Linked DNA regions of Ovis aries: region 1 is linked to region 2. The links are chromatin contacts, called in public Hi-C maps. All regions are on one chromosome and are shown on one strand. Each heading gives the region's core, a stretch centred on a gene start, on an enhancer-like site or on the middle of the called end of the contact. The rest is flanking DNA. Distances are from core to core; before and after follow the strand shown. Region 1 has its middle 7.3 kb from the start of UBL4B. Region 2 holds the start of ALX3 (ALX homeobox 3).

Region 1 (7,417 bases), core at 2,715-5,214, 36 kb after region 2:
TCCATTGTGGCCTCAGGCCTCTGGCATTCTTCCCTGACGCTGCAGCTCCCCTCTGCTCCTCTGTGACCTTATTGAGTTTCCCCAGGTCTGGCCAAACACACACTGCCATATGGGAGAGAGTTACATTTCCTGTATATGTGTCAAAATATCTGAGCGGATGTGAAATAGATCAGACATGTATAAAAATAAACTTTTACGGGGTGACTGACTACTCCCCTCCAGGGGGAACCAGCGATGCACTCTTCATCTGGGGCCCAGAAGCTTGGCTAGGGCCATGGGGACCATTCCCCTCACCCGGCTCCCCATGGCTGTCCCCCCTCACTTCCTTGGGTTATGCGCCGGCTCTTCTCCTGGAAGACATTCTCCCAGGGATCCACAGGCATGGAGACCCTCCAGAAGAGGGCTGAAAGTAGCAAGCTACCTCTCTGGCCCCAGTTTCTTGTTGGGAGTAGCAGGTCTTGCTCTTTGAGTTCCCTTTCCTCTGGCAATCTATGATTCTACCACCCTGGGGTCCCCAGGCTAGGCCACAGTAGGACCATCTCATCACCTCTTCTGTTGAGCAGAACAGGAGGGTTACACCTCAGCTGTCCTCTTCCTGTTGCATTAGTGTGAGGCCTGGTGGACTGGGAGCTCAGGGTTCTCTCTGTCTAGGCACCCCTGCTTGAGTTTGCCACAAAGGCTTGTGAAAAGCATCTGTATGTCAAGGTCATTTTGCCCATCCTCCTGCTTCTGGCTAACTGGTTCAATTAAACAAGGCTTTTCCTCTTTATTGGGCTTTCCAGGTGATACTAGTGGTAAAGAACCTGGCTACCAGTGCAGGAGACATAAAAGACGTGGGTTCGATCCCTGGGTCAGGAAGATCTCCTGGAGGCCGGCATGGCACCCCACTCTGGTATTCTTGCCTGGAGAATCCCATGGACAGAGGAGCCTGTCTACAGTCCATAGGGTTGCAAAATCCACAGGGTTGCAAAGAGTCGGACATGACTGAAGTAACTCAGCATGCACACATGCACATTCTCTTTATTGCTGAAAGTTTACAGAAAGCAGCATACCAGCTTTACAGCAGAAAAATTTCCCCTAATTGTTACCCTAAATTCTTCTGTACCAAGATCCCCTTTTACCCTTCTCCTCAGTCATGAGCTAGAGAGGATGCTCTGTGGTTTTGGACAGCTCAGGAGATTCCTGCACTGACCACTCTGTGACCCCTGAAGCAACTGAGGGGAGAAGAGCCTCTCTGCCAACCCACGAGATTCCCACCAGACCCCATTCTTGGGCCACTGGTTTCTGTCTGGCAAAGAACCCAGCCCGGTTACTTCTGTCTTTGCTCAGCGAAGGGGCCAGAGGGTCTCAGGGCTGAAGACCAGATCTCCAGCACATAAACTTGGTCAGAAGCCAAAGTCTCGATTCCATTTCCCCACAACTCTCCAGGCTGGAGGCTTCCTCTTCTCCTCTTGGCTCCCACACCCTGCTCCCTGGTCCCCGGCTGTCACTGCAGACACACCACTCCTATAGACACCGGCATCTGATGGGCCTCTGCAAGCCAGTGTCCAGAGTTAGGGCTGCAAGACCAGCTCTTGGGCTGCAAGAACAGCTCTCAGCCTCCAATCAGCCTGACTCTCCCATCTCCCGGCCACTGCCCACTGCTTCCCAGGCCTCTTTGAAGTGCCTTGTGTCCAGACCAACTGAAAATGCCAATTTTCAGATTCAGTTACTGAATCTGAGGTGCAGGGTTCTGCTAAGCGGGAATACATGGGTATTAAGATACTAAGAGTGTCAACGGTGGGGAGTATTTTGGAGAGCCCAAGGGAAGGACAGGTCTGACAGCTTGCTCATGGCCCCCTGGGTATTCTCTAGTTCTCTTCAAGACAAAGAGCCCCTGCCCTAACCCTAACCCTGCCATTCGAGACACTTAACTCTTAATCAGGTCCCTGTGAGAGAGAATAATGAGTTGACTTGTCTAGGAGCCCCAGGAGCACTTGTTAGTGAATGAACTTAATGTCCAGCATGGTATTTTTACAGCTGAGAAGCTCTTGATCCCTTGTTGGTGACCTCGGGAAGGCTATCACCTGGGAGTTCAGGCCGCCAGTCCAGCAGCTGGTCTCTTGGGTTTTGATACCCAGGCTGACTCAGTTCTGATCATCTCCTAGGAGGTGAGGCAGCCCCTGATTGGGCCCACGTTCTTCCATTGGTTGATATACCCCATGCTGTTCCCTGGAACATCCAACCAGCTATGGGCTGGATTAGAAATTTTCCCTCTTGCTTTTGGCTCCTGCCTTTTCTAATGACCAGCTGCATGTGGTTAGTGCTGTCAGCTAGAGGAGCAAGAAGTCACCCACTACAAGATCAGCAATCTGCTCAGCCCAGTGCCCCACCTGCCAGCTGAAACTCCTCAGGGTCATCCAAGCCCAAATCAAATCCAAGTTGACCAGCTGCTTTGTCGGCTGTAGTTTAGCCTGTCTCTTCCTGACAGAGGCCTGCCTGCCAATTCATTCGGTTCCCCCTAGCCCAAGCTCACCTGGTCTGTTCCCAGATTTCTTTCATCTTTTCTCTCTGGACCTCCATTTTGGTCCCTACATCTTTGGAGCAACAGTCACATGGGTGGTTATATGCCATATTCCCTGGCAAGAGCCTGCCTATATCTCAACTCAGAGAAGGGGCAGGTGGGCAAGAATCTCAGCTAAGGGCTGGCCTGAGCATCCTCAGGTCAACAGCCAGGCTGAGAGGGTGGCACAAGCTGCCCTGTTGGAGGACCAGCCTTGGCATCTCCCCAGGAGCAACAAAGGGCCCCTTTGGTCCTGAAGAATGGGTGTGGCAGCATCTTTAGAGATGCCTACAGGCTTCTCCACCCTGACCCCATGGCAGACTCATGAAGCCAGCAAGAGCAGGCGGGATTCAGGGCAGGACTCTGTGGGCACCTCCTCTGTCTTCACTTTTAACACATCATGTTTGATCTTTGCTGCATAGTGGAGGGTTCCTGCCGCTCTGATTGATGACACAGATCTTCAAAGGAGCTGTCATCCCTAGAGGGAGGGAAGATTAATCAAAGCTGTTCCCAGGGGGGTATCTATCCACCAATGCTAGGCCCTCTGGGACCTCTCTGTCCCTCAGCCAGGTCTCTGTAGCTGTTACCATTCTGCCTGATCCTGGAGCCCTTTTGCTTCTCCACTTAATCTGGCTTAGATGTGAAGAAATCTATTTTTCTATTGTTGCAGCCAAGACAAGACTATAATTTTGTTTTGTTTTAGGAAGCTAAGGGGGGAATGGGGCTCAGGAACTGGAAGACACATGATGGGTTACAGAGCATCAGTCCTAGTGGAACCAGAATCTGCCCCATAACACTGTACCTGGCCTGACATATCAGCCCCCACCTCAGCCACCAGGACCCTGTAGCTTTCCCTACTCCCTGACCCCGGATGAGGAAGGCAGATTCCTACTGGGCCCCACACATTCTCCCCTACCCCAACCTAAGGGCTTCCCTGGTGGCTCAGCGGCAAAGAATCCGCCCGCAATGCAGGAGAAGTGAATTTGATCCCTGGGTCGGGAAGATTCCCCTGGAGAAGGAAATGGCAACCCGCTCCATTATTCTTGCTATTCTTGCCTGGGAAATCCCATGGAGAGAGGAGCCTGGCGGGCTACAGTCCATGGGGTCATAAACAGTCAGACACAGCTTAGCCACTAAGCAACAGCAACCCCACCCCAGGCCTCTGACACCATTTGATCGGGTGCTGCACACAGCCTCCCAGAGGACTTTAACACTGGCCTGGGACAAGGCTTTTCATGGTTAGCCCCTGCATGCTGCCCTGACGGACACTGAGAAGCTGGTAATGGCTTTTTCTGCCTGAGCTTTCTCCCCAGAGCCACGTGTCTGTCCTTTTTCTAGGACAGAACACTGCTTCTCCCCTCTCACTTGCCCTTCTAGTTGCCCCACCTGCCAAGTCTGAGTCCAGCCTGAGCCCCACCTCTTGCTCCGGGTAAATTGGCAGCACAGAGTTCCTCCCCACTGTCTAGCGCAGACGTCTGGCACAGATTTAGTGTGTGAGGAATGTTTGTGGAACGCAGGCATGGATGCAGCATGAATAACCAGCTCTGGCTCCAAGCAGCTGACCCCCCACCCTACCCTCAGTCCCAGGACCCACGGATGGCTCCGTCTCTGAGGAGTCATTTTGCTGATTTCTGAGGCTTTGTAATGCACCCCTCTGAAGTTCAGAGCACATTTAGTGTGTTTAAATGAGTGTCAGGTACCATGGCTACAGCCTGAAGCTGACTGTTTTTTATCATCTAAAACCATGCAGCCAAGGGTGCAGATGGGCTGAGAGGATGCCCGGTGTGGCTCATGGTAGAAGCACCCCCAACTGAGATGACGGGCCACCAACCACATGACGGACAGGGCCTTCACCAGGGAAGGGCCTGGGAAGGAGGGAACACCACTCAGCAGCACTGCTGGCTGGGCATTCCTACAGCCCTGGTGGAGCAGAGATGGTGTGGGAAAGAAGCCCTTTGCGGACCCCAGCTTAGGTTGGCAGTGTGTGTATGTGTGTGTGTGTGTGTGTGTGTGTGTGTGTGTAACAGTGAGCAATCGCTGAGGGCTGCTCCTCTGGGGCACCTACATGCACTGCAAGGATTTAGGGCGTGACGTGGATAATTCAGTTTTGGCTGCAGTCAAGAATTCTTGCGTAAAGGTGACTGGCCCCTGCCCAGTTATTCTGCCCATCTCTCGCCCCCTACCCATCCCACCCCTACCCACTTCAGCTAGAGTGAGTCCCACATTCTTACACACGGGCTTGTGCCTGCCGGGCTCTCAGTCAAGCTGCTCCCCCTTCAGACACACCAAGCGCCCTCCCCGATGAAGCTTCTCTAACCTAGACCTCCCTCCTGGTGGAGTTGGGAGTTCCTTCCTCTCCATGGTCACGTTTATGCCCAGTGCTAAAATGACAGGTCTCTCTGTATGCATCCTCCACACAGGGACATGTCTTTCTATCCTCTCTCCCTGCTTCAGCACCTGGCACAGTGCCCAGCTCAGGGTGGGCACTGATGTTTGTGCCCGGAGAATGGCTACCCAGAGCATGACCCCTGAGGGTGGAAGAGGGGTGACTTCCATCTGCAGGAGGACAGGGCTCATCTCCACTTGAGGCTCTGGACCCTGTCCCAGGACTGTGTGCCCGGGCCCAGAGAGGGTGGAGGCCCTAGGTATGGTTGGTTAGGACTGCTGGAGCTGGCCAGGGAGGTCGCCAGTGACATCTAGTGGTCACAGTAGGCTGCAGCCCCACAAGGGTTTCCAGAAGGTGTGAGTCTGAGTGGGATGATGTATGCGCTGCACTGGGCTTCTGAGGGGCTCCCAGCTAGTGTGACATCTCCAGGGCGGCAGGCCAGCAGTGCAGGGCAGGACCTAAGTTGTAGGGCGCAAGGACAGAGGCCTGGAGAGAGGCTTGGCAGCCCACAGAAGCTGCAGCTACATCCCCTGGGTTCCCAAGGCCCGCTGTGATCCCCTGCCCTCCATCTGCTCCAGCTCCCTCTCCCTGCCTGCTTGGGCCTATCTGCCTCAGTCTTGGCCCCTAAAACAGTGTCGGGGGCTTTGGGTCCCCACTGGAGCAGCCACAGACCACTTGGGTATGGCTGCTGAGACAGCCAGTGCCAGCCAGCGGATGAGGGACGAATCATGGGCCTCACTTATCTACGGAACACCTGCATGCCAGGCTTCCTGGAGAGCACCCAAGGACGGGGCCACCTAAAGAGCTGCCTGCTTGGTCCCAGGCCAGCCCTCACTGGCCTGGCCCGAGCAGCTCTGGGAGACCCCTCCTCAAAGGGGCAGGGGTTACCTGATCACTGCTACAGGCAGTGGCACAGACTCCACAGTGGTGGCCTGAGGGCAGGTTCAACGCAGGGCTGTGTCTGGGGACTGGCCTGTGCTCTGCCTGCCTGCTGGTCAGCTCTCTCTCCTGCGGGGCTCGCAGAGGCTGCATGTGTGCTCAGGAAGTGCTGAAGGTGAGGCTGCCTGGGATGGAGGAGGCAGGGGCTGCTGGAACAGGACTTCAGGCTCTCCAAGTCTGGACTCCACTTTCTCTGCTAGAGTTTTTCCTGTGAGCCATTTCCAGACTATAAGGAGAGGGGAAGAGGGACACTGTTCTCAGCAGAGGGGCCTGCAGAGGTATTCCTTGTCCTTTTCTTGCAGTAACAATTCCTTCCTGTTTCTCCTTCTCCCCTTCCTTCCTTGCCTGGCAGAGACGTCCCTTTGTCCCTTCTCCCTGCCGCCTCTGCACAGCTCCTCTGCCTGCCCCTCACTCCTCTTTTCCCTCTGGACTCCTCTCCTTTCTGAGCATGGTCTGTGCTCAGCCCGCGCGTTCTCCACCCCCTCCTCTCTCCACTGCTTCTGCGGTTCCACCTGCCTTTCTTCTGCTTGCTTTTTCTCCATCCCCCCGTTTCTCAGTATCACTCAGTCCTCCTCCAGCTAGCATCCCCCACCCCCACCCCCCCCCCCCGCCGCCCCACCTCCCCTGGAAGGCCAGCCTGACATTTCTAAAGTCTAATCATAACTTGATAACTTACCCGGAGAGTGAGGTGGGCAGAGGCATAATGTCCCTGGCTCATGAGCCTTTTGACCAGCCCCAGTCAGTGGTTGTAGATTAGGCAAAGCTCAGGGCACCGCCACTGCCAGCTGTCAGCCAGCATCTCCTGGCCCCTCTCTGCTCTTGGTCTGCTGGGTCTGCAGAGGCTGCTGTAGGAGGGCTCAGCCCGCTTGTGGGGCATCACACGTGGGCATGTATCTTCATGCAATGGGGTCTTCCCCTGACAGTTGGGGGTAACAGCTCACATTTCCAAGTTTTTATAAATACACACTGAATGTCTTTATGGGTCAGGCACTGTGCAGGGTCCTGGGGGCATGACCTCTCTCTTGAGACCGTCACAAGGGAGGGGAGGCATTAGAGGAAGCAAATGAGGTTCAAGGAGCAGGCTGCTCAAGGTGGCCCCAGGCTGGCCACTGGACCCTTGGCTTTTATCCTACGGAGTTCAAGCCCTTGTGTGCCAATGTCCCAGAGTCCTACACGAAGGGCTCCAGGCACCCAAGTGTTCTCCCTCCCGCTCCTCCTCTCCTGAAGACTTTATGCTGGTTTTCCTGTGGCACGATTGCACTTAAAGTTGTTTGTCAGAGGGGCTGGGACCCACCACTGACCAGCGTTCTCTCTGTACACGTTTGTTCCTTTCCCTCAAGTCACAAAGCACACTCATTCCCACTAATCTTCCTCCCTAATTATGGCAGTCGTTGTCTGATTGCCTGCTCCGATTACACAACTGCATTTCCTCATGCTAATTGCATAATGAAGACAAGCAATTGCCTGGGAAAAAATTATTAAATTTCCAAGCTCCAAGTATGATTTGAGGGCCCAACAAGGTTCCTCCATTACCCTCGCTGGCGAGGGCA
Region 2 (6,691 bases), core at 2,185-4,684:
GAGGCCAGAGAATTCCCTCTGGGGACAGGGGCTTGCGTCACAGAACACCAAGCAGCCTCCTGAGAAGCAAGGCCCGGAAGAGAAAAGAGGTGGAGATGGGCTAAATGGAGGGCAATGGTCAAGGAAAGGCAGAGCGGGAACAGAGGCCGGTAGTCTGAGCTTGTCATGCGAATGATGCACTGTAAGCCCGGAGTACATTCAAAGTGTGCACGGGCTCTGTACAGGAGTCACTTGTACCTACTGGGGCCACCGGGAGATTAAGGGGGTAGTGCCCCTGTTGGAGACTGGAAGCCTGGAGCCCAGCACTGAGGTGCCGGGTGGCCTGCACAGCCAGTCTGTCGGCCTGAACGACAAGAGTCAGGAAGAGCATCAGCAGAGCTCGGTCCCTCACTTCCTTCTCTCCAGTGCACTCTCCCACCCCCGGTCCTGCCAGCGACTGACTGGAAGCCATGGCTGCTTGGAAGCCGCACAACTCGGGCTGCCTATAGGGAGCCGCGCTGTCCTCCATGGATGGCGTCCACGATGCCGCAGGACCAGCTAGCCGGCTTTCAGGCTTTCAGCTTTCGCAGGAAAGCTTACTTCCCGCGTGCTCCTGCGCAAGAGACCCGCAGAGGTCTCTGAAGCCTGAGGTTCCCCAGCTCGGCTGAAGATCCGAAGCCGGTGTAGACCTACACGCGGTTTGGAAACACCCAGTGGGGACTTGAGGCTCTCCTGAGAGGTTTCCAATCTTGCTCTAGTCTTAGCGGAGCTGACGACTGGGTACTCTTCTTAAGTCCGAGGCCGGCCCAGGAAGCGCGGCCAGCCGGGTTAGCCGGCTCAGGGCTTCCGCGGCGGCGAGCGCGTTTTGAGATCAAGAAGCCAAACTAGAGGACAGACTGGAAAGGCCCCGGCAAAACAGTGGGGGACGGCCAGGCACCTCTCTGGCCCGCTGAGCAGCCACGCGCTGAGGGCGCGAAGGCTGCTGGCACTGCCCCGACACTACCGCAGTCCAGACCCGGGCTGCGCGCTTTCCGCAAACGGCGGCCACGGGCTGGAGTGGAGCGCGGTGCGCCGGCTTTCGAGCGCTCAATTAAGGGCCTCGCCGGGATCGCGCAAAAGAGGGGGCACAGCTGCTCGCTCATGGTCTAAACTGGAAACGCTCTGAGCTTGTTATTTTAAAAGCCGAGAAATTAGGTGGGTTCTCCCTTTTGACCAACATTTCCCACCAACCAGACTGCACGGCCCGGATTCCCCGGGCCGTCTCTCCCTAGCAGCCCGTCTCTACATCAGGGACGCAAGCCACCCGCCCACCAGCCGAGTTCCAGCTAGGGCACCGGGGAGGCCACTGGCGGGCCGGGGGATCTACCCAGTTTCGGCTCGCATTCGCCGCGCCTCCTTTTCGTTTGGTCTGTCCTCTGCCCAACTCGCACCGTTAATTTCCCTCTCCTGCTTGTTCCCATTTTGCTGTTTCCTGCACTTTTAGGATGCCTCTTTTACTTCATATTGTCTGCTGCTTCTCTTTTCGTCCATTCCCTTCCTCTCCATTTACCCTCTTCCTTCGATCCTCCTCCGCTTTTTTTTCGTTCTTTCTTCATTTCTTTCCGTTCTGCCCAGTTCGCTGACCGCCTTTTACCTTTCTTTCTTCCCTCTCTCCACTGTTGTTTTGTCGAATTTCCTTTTCCCTCTTTTTGGTTGTTTACACTTTTTGGGTTTTTTCCCCCACGCATTTCGTTGTTGACACCGTCGCGGTCACTAGATTCCTCCTCGCCGCTCTTTCTGCTCCAGCGCTCTCAGCAGTTTGCTCGGCGCCGGGGTCGTTCGCGATCCCGGCTGTCCGTCTGTGATTCATCGTGCCCAGCAGGGACGCTGAGCCGCAGGGTGCGTCCTGCCGAACGCGGCGCGTCAAGCCAGGCCAGGTACCTGTGTCCCGGGCGGTGCTCACGGCGCTGCGCGGCCGCCGCCGTCTGGCTGGGATCAGAGGAGCCAGGCCAACTGCTTCTCATTAAGTCCCAACTGTGGTTTTTATCAGGAGAGCCTCTTTCAAAGGGCACAGACACGAAGCTCCGCGGACTCGCTCATTTCCTCCACTGACCCCCACACACCTCCCTGCCCTCCCTTACACGTTCTCACCGCCCCGACTGGGCGAAGGCCGGAGCTGCCTGGCCACTCCGCAGAGGCCCGCGAGGCGCCAGCGGGGCAGAGGCGAGTTGGGAGGCGATCTCGAAGGATTCAGCTCAGGGCCTAAGCTTCGGGATGTGGCAGCAAATATGAGGCGGGCGCGGGCACCGACACTTCCACAGGTCAGTTGGTGCAGCGACAGCCGCGGGGTTGGGTTCAGGCCCGCTTAGGCGCGCTCTTTGGAGACCGCACGGTCCAACTGGCGTTAGCGCCCAGGGCATCAGCCCAGGAACAGCCCAAGGCACCCAGAGCTTAGGCCCACTCCCGACGGCCCCGCCGTGATCATCCAGCGTGAGGAAGCCAAGACTGCTAGAAGGGCGGCCATCGCCGTGCATACGACGGAGAGGCCAGGTTAGTCTGGGAAATAAGAACACAGTTATTCTGATCTGAGAATGGCCCGGGACTGCCTCAACAACCGCGGCCACTGTACCGAGCGCCATAAGGCGCAGACAGCAGCGCCTCTCCCGGGGGAGGCCAGGCCGCAACCTCCCTCGGCTGAGTCCGGCGTGGCCACTGTAGATCCGGGCCACTCTCAGAGCCGCCAGACACAAAAGCCGCGCTTCTCTCACCGCACCGGGGCCAAGAGTTAAGCCTGGCTCCCGGGCCTCGGCGTCAGTTCCCGCCCAACTCCGGCAAGGCACGATCTCTGCTTCCCGGTTCCGGCCGTCTTCCGGCCCAACGGGGCCCGGGGCCGTCGCCACTCCAGCCTCCCTGGACCTCCCGCCTCCCTTTCCCGCCGCCAGAGGCACGCGTGGCTCTGCCTCCCCGCACAGCGCTACCTTTCGCCCAGTGCGGACCACCTCCGGTCCGGCTTCAGAAAGAGCCGTGCAGAGGGGCGAGAGAGGCAGAAACTTCTGAAATAGGCGACCGGGAGAGGGAAGCGGGGAGGCCCCGGCGGGCCCGGGGTGTGAAAAGGGAGAGCGCCCCCGCGCCGCGCGTTACCTTCCTCGGGGCTCTCGTAGAAGTGGCCGCCGTTGAGCGCCGGGCCGGGCCCGAGGTCCTGCAGGTACTTGGCGGGCGGCTTGGCCGGCTCTGGGAGGTAGGGCTCCAGGGGCCCGCAGGCCGGGAAGCGGGTCAGCCGCGGGCCGCGGGGTGGCGCGGGGTGCAGGTGAGGCGCGGCGGCGGGGGTTCCCTGGGGGCCCGGAGGCTCGTCCCCGGCGGCTGCGTAGGGGCCAGGCCCGGGCCCCACGCCGAAAGGCGCGCAGCGCTCCGGGTCCATGCCGGCTCGGGGCGCACAGGCCGCCGGGGGCTCCGGGGCTCGCGCTGCCCGCGCGGCCTGTGAGCGCCCGCCAAGGGGGAGGGACCTGGGCGCGGGGGCGCGGAGCCCCCGGGAGCGGCGCGCGCCGCAGGGGGTGGGGGCGGGGGGGGGCGCAGGGGAGGGGGCCGCACTCTGACTTAATGCTGGAACCATCCACGTCACGTGCAGCCCCGCGCGGGTTAACCCCTCGGAGCCCGGTAGCCCCCTGGTTCACTCCAGTCCCGGTACCAGAAGCAGTGGGAGAAGGGGAGGAAGCCACCCCCTCTCTCGAGGGTAGAGTCCGTTTTGTCTGTGCATCTTGGCGAGACCCTTGTTTAGAGCAGCGCTGGCCCAGATACCCGGCCCGGAGGCTCTTGACTCTGGAGGGTGAGACACTTCAGGGTAGAGACCCCATCCACGCCCAACAAATCCTTTTAGGTCCGGTCTCCTGACTTTTAGTCTGGGATAATGGCCAGGGAACAGGTAGGGGCTGGGCTGGGACGTTTACTCTCTTTACTGGGAGTTGGAAAAACTTGGCCTTCAGCAAAAACACCTCCGTTATAGAGATATCTTGTTTTTTCTCCAGGTGAGGAGTCATTGCTGTGTGGAAACAGCTCTAATCTGGTAATGGGTGCTGGGGGCTGGGAGCAGGGTGTGATAATTAATTAGCTGTGGGGCCTTGAACTAGTCACTTAGAGTCCTCATCTGCCTGTGGACATTGGACAGTCAGTCTTCTGAGTCTATATATATTCCTGGTGAGTTTCAGAAGCAGAGGCAGGGGCAGAGAAGACAGCTGGGCTGTAGAGGCATCTCAGGACTGAACAGAGTCCACCAGAGGTTACCTTAGGAGCAGGTGGAGGAGTTCCTAGCGGGTTTTGTGTTTGAACAACAGGCATGCAGTGAATGCATTTTAATGGGCAAATGATCTGAAAGTGCCTAGGGACCCCTGGAGAGGGGCTGTCTGTAGCTCAGACCTTGGATGCTGTTACCCCAGGCCTGCCACTTTAAAAGGACAAAGTAGGACCATGTCACCTAATAGCTGGGTCTCCCTAGCCAAGAGGAAGCCCAGGACTAGGGCAGTAACTTAGAATTTTTTAAAAGTCAAACAACCTCCACCTTATCTAAGATCTGGGAAGAAATACCTGTGAGCCCTAGAACCCTGCTCACTTTTGCGGATTGAGAAGTCCCTAGTTCTGGGTCACACAGTTTTTTATTTTCACTGCCTCCAGAGATTAGCAAGAAGGATGGGGAGTCCAACATCATTTGTATTTCATTTGAATTCTCAATTTTTAAAGGAATCCAAGGGGCCTGGTGTGAACACCTCCCTCTTCCGCTGGGGGCTTAGAGGGGGTTTCTTGGCTGTCCTCAGCCAGAGTTGGGCTGTAAATCAAGGGCAAACAGGAACCAGAAGCCTTGCATCTCACAAGTAGTCATTAAGCCATTATTAAACATACCATAACTTCTCTGAAGCCTTATTGGTTTAAACACCACATTGGAGGCATTATGGCCATTAGGGCCCCTAATCACAGACTGCAGACTGGAGTAGTGGGATGGGAGCACCTGGAGCTGCTATTTCCAGCCAAGAGGGAGGTTTAGCTTGGAATTAAGCTTCCTCTTTGGCCTTACCAGGGGCATCCATTCTCTAGGATCCAGTGGATCCCAGCTCTGGGCGGCCAACTTGTATTGATCACTTTTGCCCATTCATAGGGGTTTTTCAATAGATATTGAGTTAGTAAATCAACTTACCTCAGTTTAGAAAATAATAGTTATTGGGTTAGGGCTGTAGATATTGTTGGCTTTTTTCAGGAGCATGTTAATGTCAATTCAGGGCACGTTTTCTGTCCAACAAAGTAATCAAGTAGCTTACTGTGGAAGACGAAAGTATGACAGAAAAACATCATCAACAGTCTAAACAGGGCAGCCAAATTTAAGTGCCAAGTGTTTTGCCTCCAATGATAACCTTTCTGAACCTCAGTTTACTCATCATAAATGTGGGCCCTACCCATGAACAAGGAATATTTGAGGAACACTTATTTGATGGATGTGATGAACTGTGTTCATTTAAGAGATTTTTATTATCATTAAGAGATCCAGAAACTGCAGCCAGATTTCTGGGCTACATCACTGAATTGGTGGAAGGCTCCATAGGCTCAGATGGAAGGTTCTATGATTGGGAGCTGAGCAGAGAGACCTAGGTACCCACACTCTTTTCCAAACCCAGAAATTCCTTCTCCCTTTCTCCCCCTCTTTGAACAGAACCAATTTCCATGCTGAGATGGTGTTCCCAATTGAACCGAGGTGGCAGGAAATCCCAGAGTCCATTTAAGGTGGGTCAGATAGATAGGGTTGCCCCTCTGGCAAGGTTTTCTTCCAGGACCATGCAAAAGAGTTCTTAAAGGGGCCCTTCCTGCCCCCTCTTAGACACCACTAGTGCACAGTCATCTTTATCCATATGTGGTCTGGCCAGTCTGATGGGGCAGGAGCATAGAAAAAACAAAAATGTAACCTCAGAGTTTCAAGGTTTTCTTTCTTAGGAGAGCTGAGAAATCATGAAGTAGCATAGGGGACCTCATTTTACAAATAAAAACAGTAGCTAACACAGGTAGTGTCATATAGTGTGCCAGGCACTGTCTAACGTATTCTCTATTGATTTACTTGACCCTCATGACAACCCCAGGAAGGAGACACAATTATTATCCATATTATCAGAGAGAAACTGAGGCCACACAAGGGTGCCATTTGTCCAATGTGGATATCAGTGGCAGATCGAAAATTTACGCTCAGGCCCATGGTTCCCACCAGCTATCTCTGAGTTGTTCTTCAGCGAACATAACAAAACTGGAACCATTAGTTGCATACCTCCTTCTCCCAAGGGAAGGTCAGGACTTCCTTTTTTTAATGGATATTTTTTGGCTGTGCCGGGTCTTATTCGCGGCACACAGGCTTTCCCTAGTTGCAGCGCACAGTCTTCTCCTGTGCACAGGGGCTTCTCTAGCTGTGGTGCTCAGGCTCCGTAGTTGTGACATGTGGGCTAGTTGCCCTGCAGCACTTGGGATCTTAAGTCCCCCGACCAGAGATCAGACCTGCATCCCCTGCATTAGAACGTGGATTCTTAACCGCTGGACCACCAGGGAGGTCTCAGCACTTCTTCCTGATGCAATTTGAGGCCAAAGTGGATGGGAACAGAGTTGGTCCAAGATGGAGCCATATTGCTGCCTTTCTGATCACCAAATGACAGTTTATTGAGACTTGCCATGCCCAGCTGTTGGTGGTTGGGACAGTAGGTGGAGGGGGGTT

Evidence for each region. A called contact is a pair of places that touch in the nucleus more often than the background predicts.
Region 1: a contact with region 2 is called in a Hi-C map of skin fibroblasts, with 2.8 times the contacts expected there. The contact joins the enhancer-like site here to the promoter of ALX3 in region 2. A contact is called at or near these places in 7 of 16 Hi-C or Micro-C datasets (hypothalamus, liver, muscle and 3 more).

Annotation. Positions count from the first base shown.
Region 1 is chr1:87,411,162-87,418,578 of ARS-UI_Ramb_v3.0, forward strand. No RefSeq gene overlaps it. Among named protein-coding and RNA genes, the nearest start is that of UBL4B, 7.3 kb to the right of the region's middle. Within about 2 kb of position 3,965, at least 7 of the 54 cell types and tissues checked have an H3K27ac peak or open chromatin away from gene starts, as enhancers often do. A contact at or near this core is called in hypothalamus, where this site is marked.
Region 2 is chr1:87,375,582-87,382,272 of ARS-UI_Ramb_v3.0, forward strand. ALX3 (ALX homeobox 3) reads right to left here and starts at 3,435. Exons shown (of 4, transcript XM_012106972.5): 1 at 3,100-3,435. The coding sequence starts at 3,376. It overlaps LOC114116343 (a long non-coding RNA gene), which reads left to right and starts at 2,798. Exons shown (of 3, transcript XR_003590272.3): 1 at 2,798-3,163.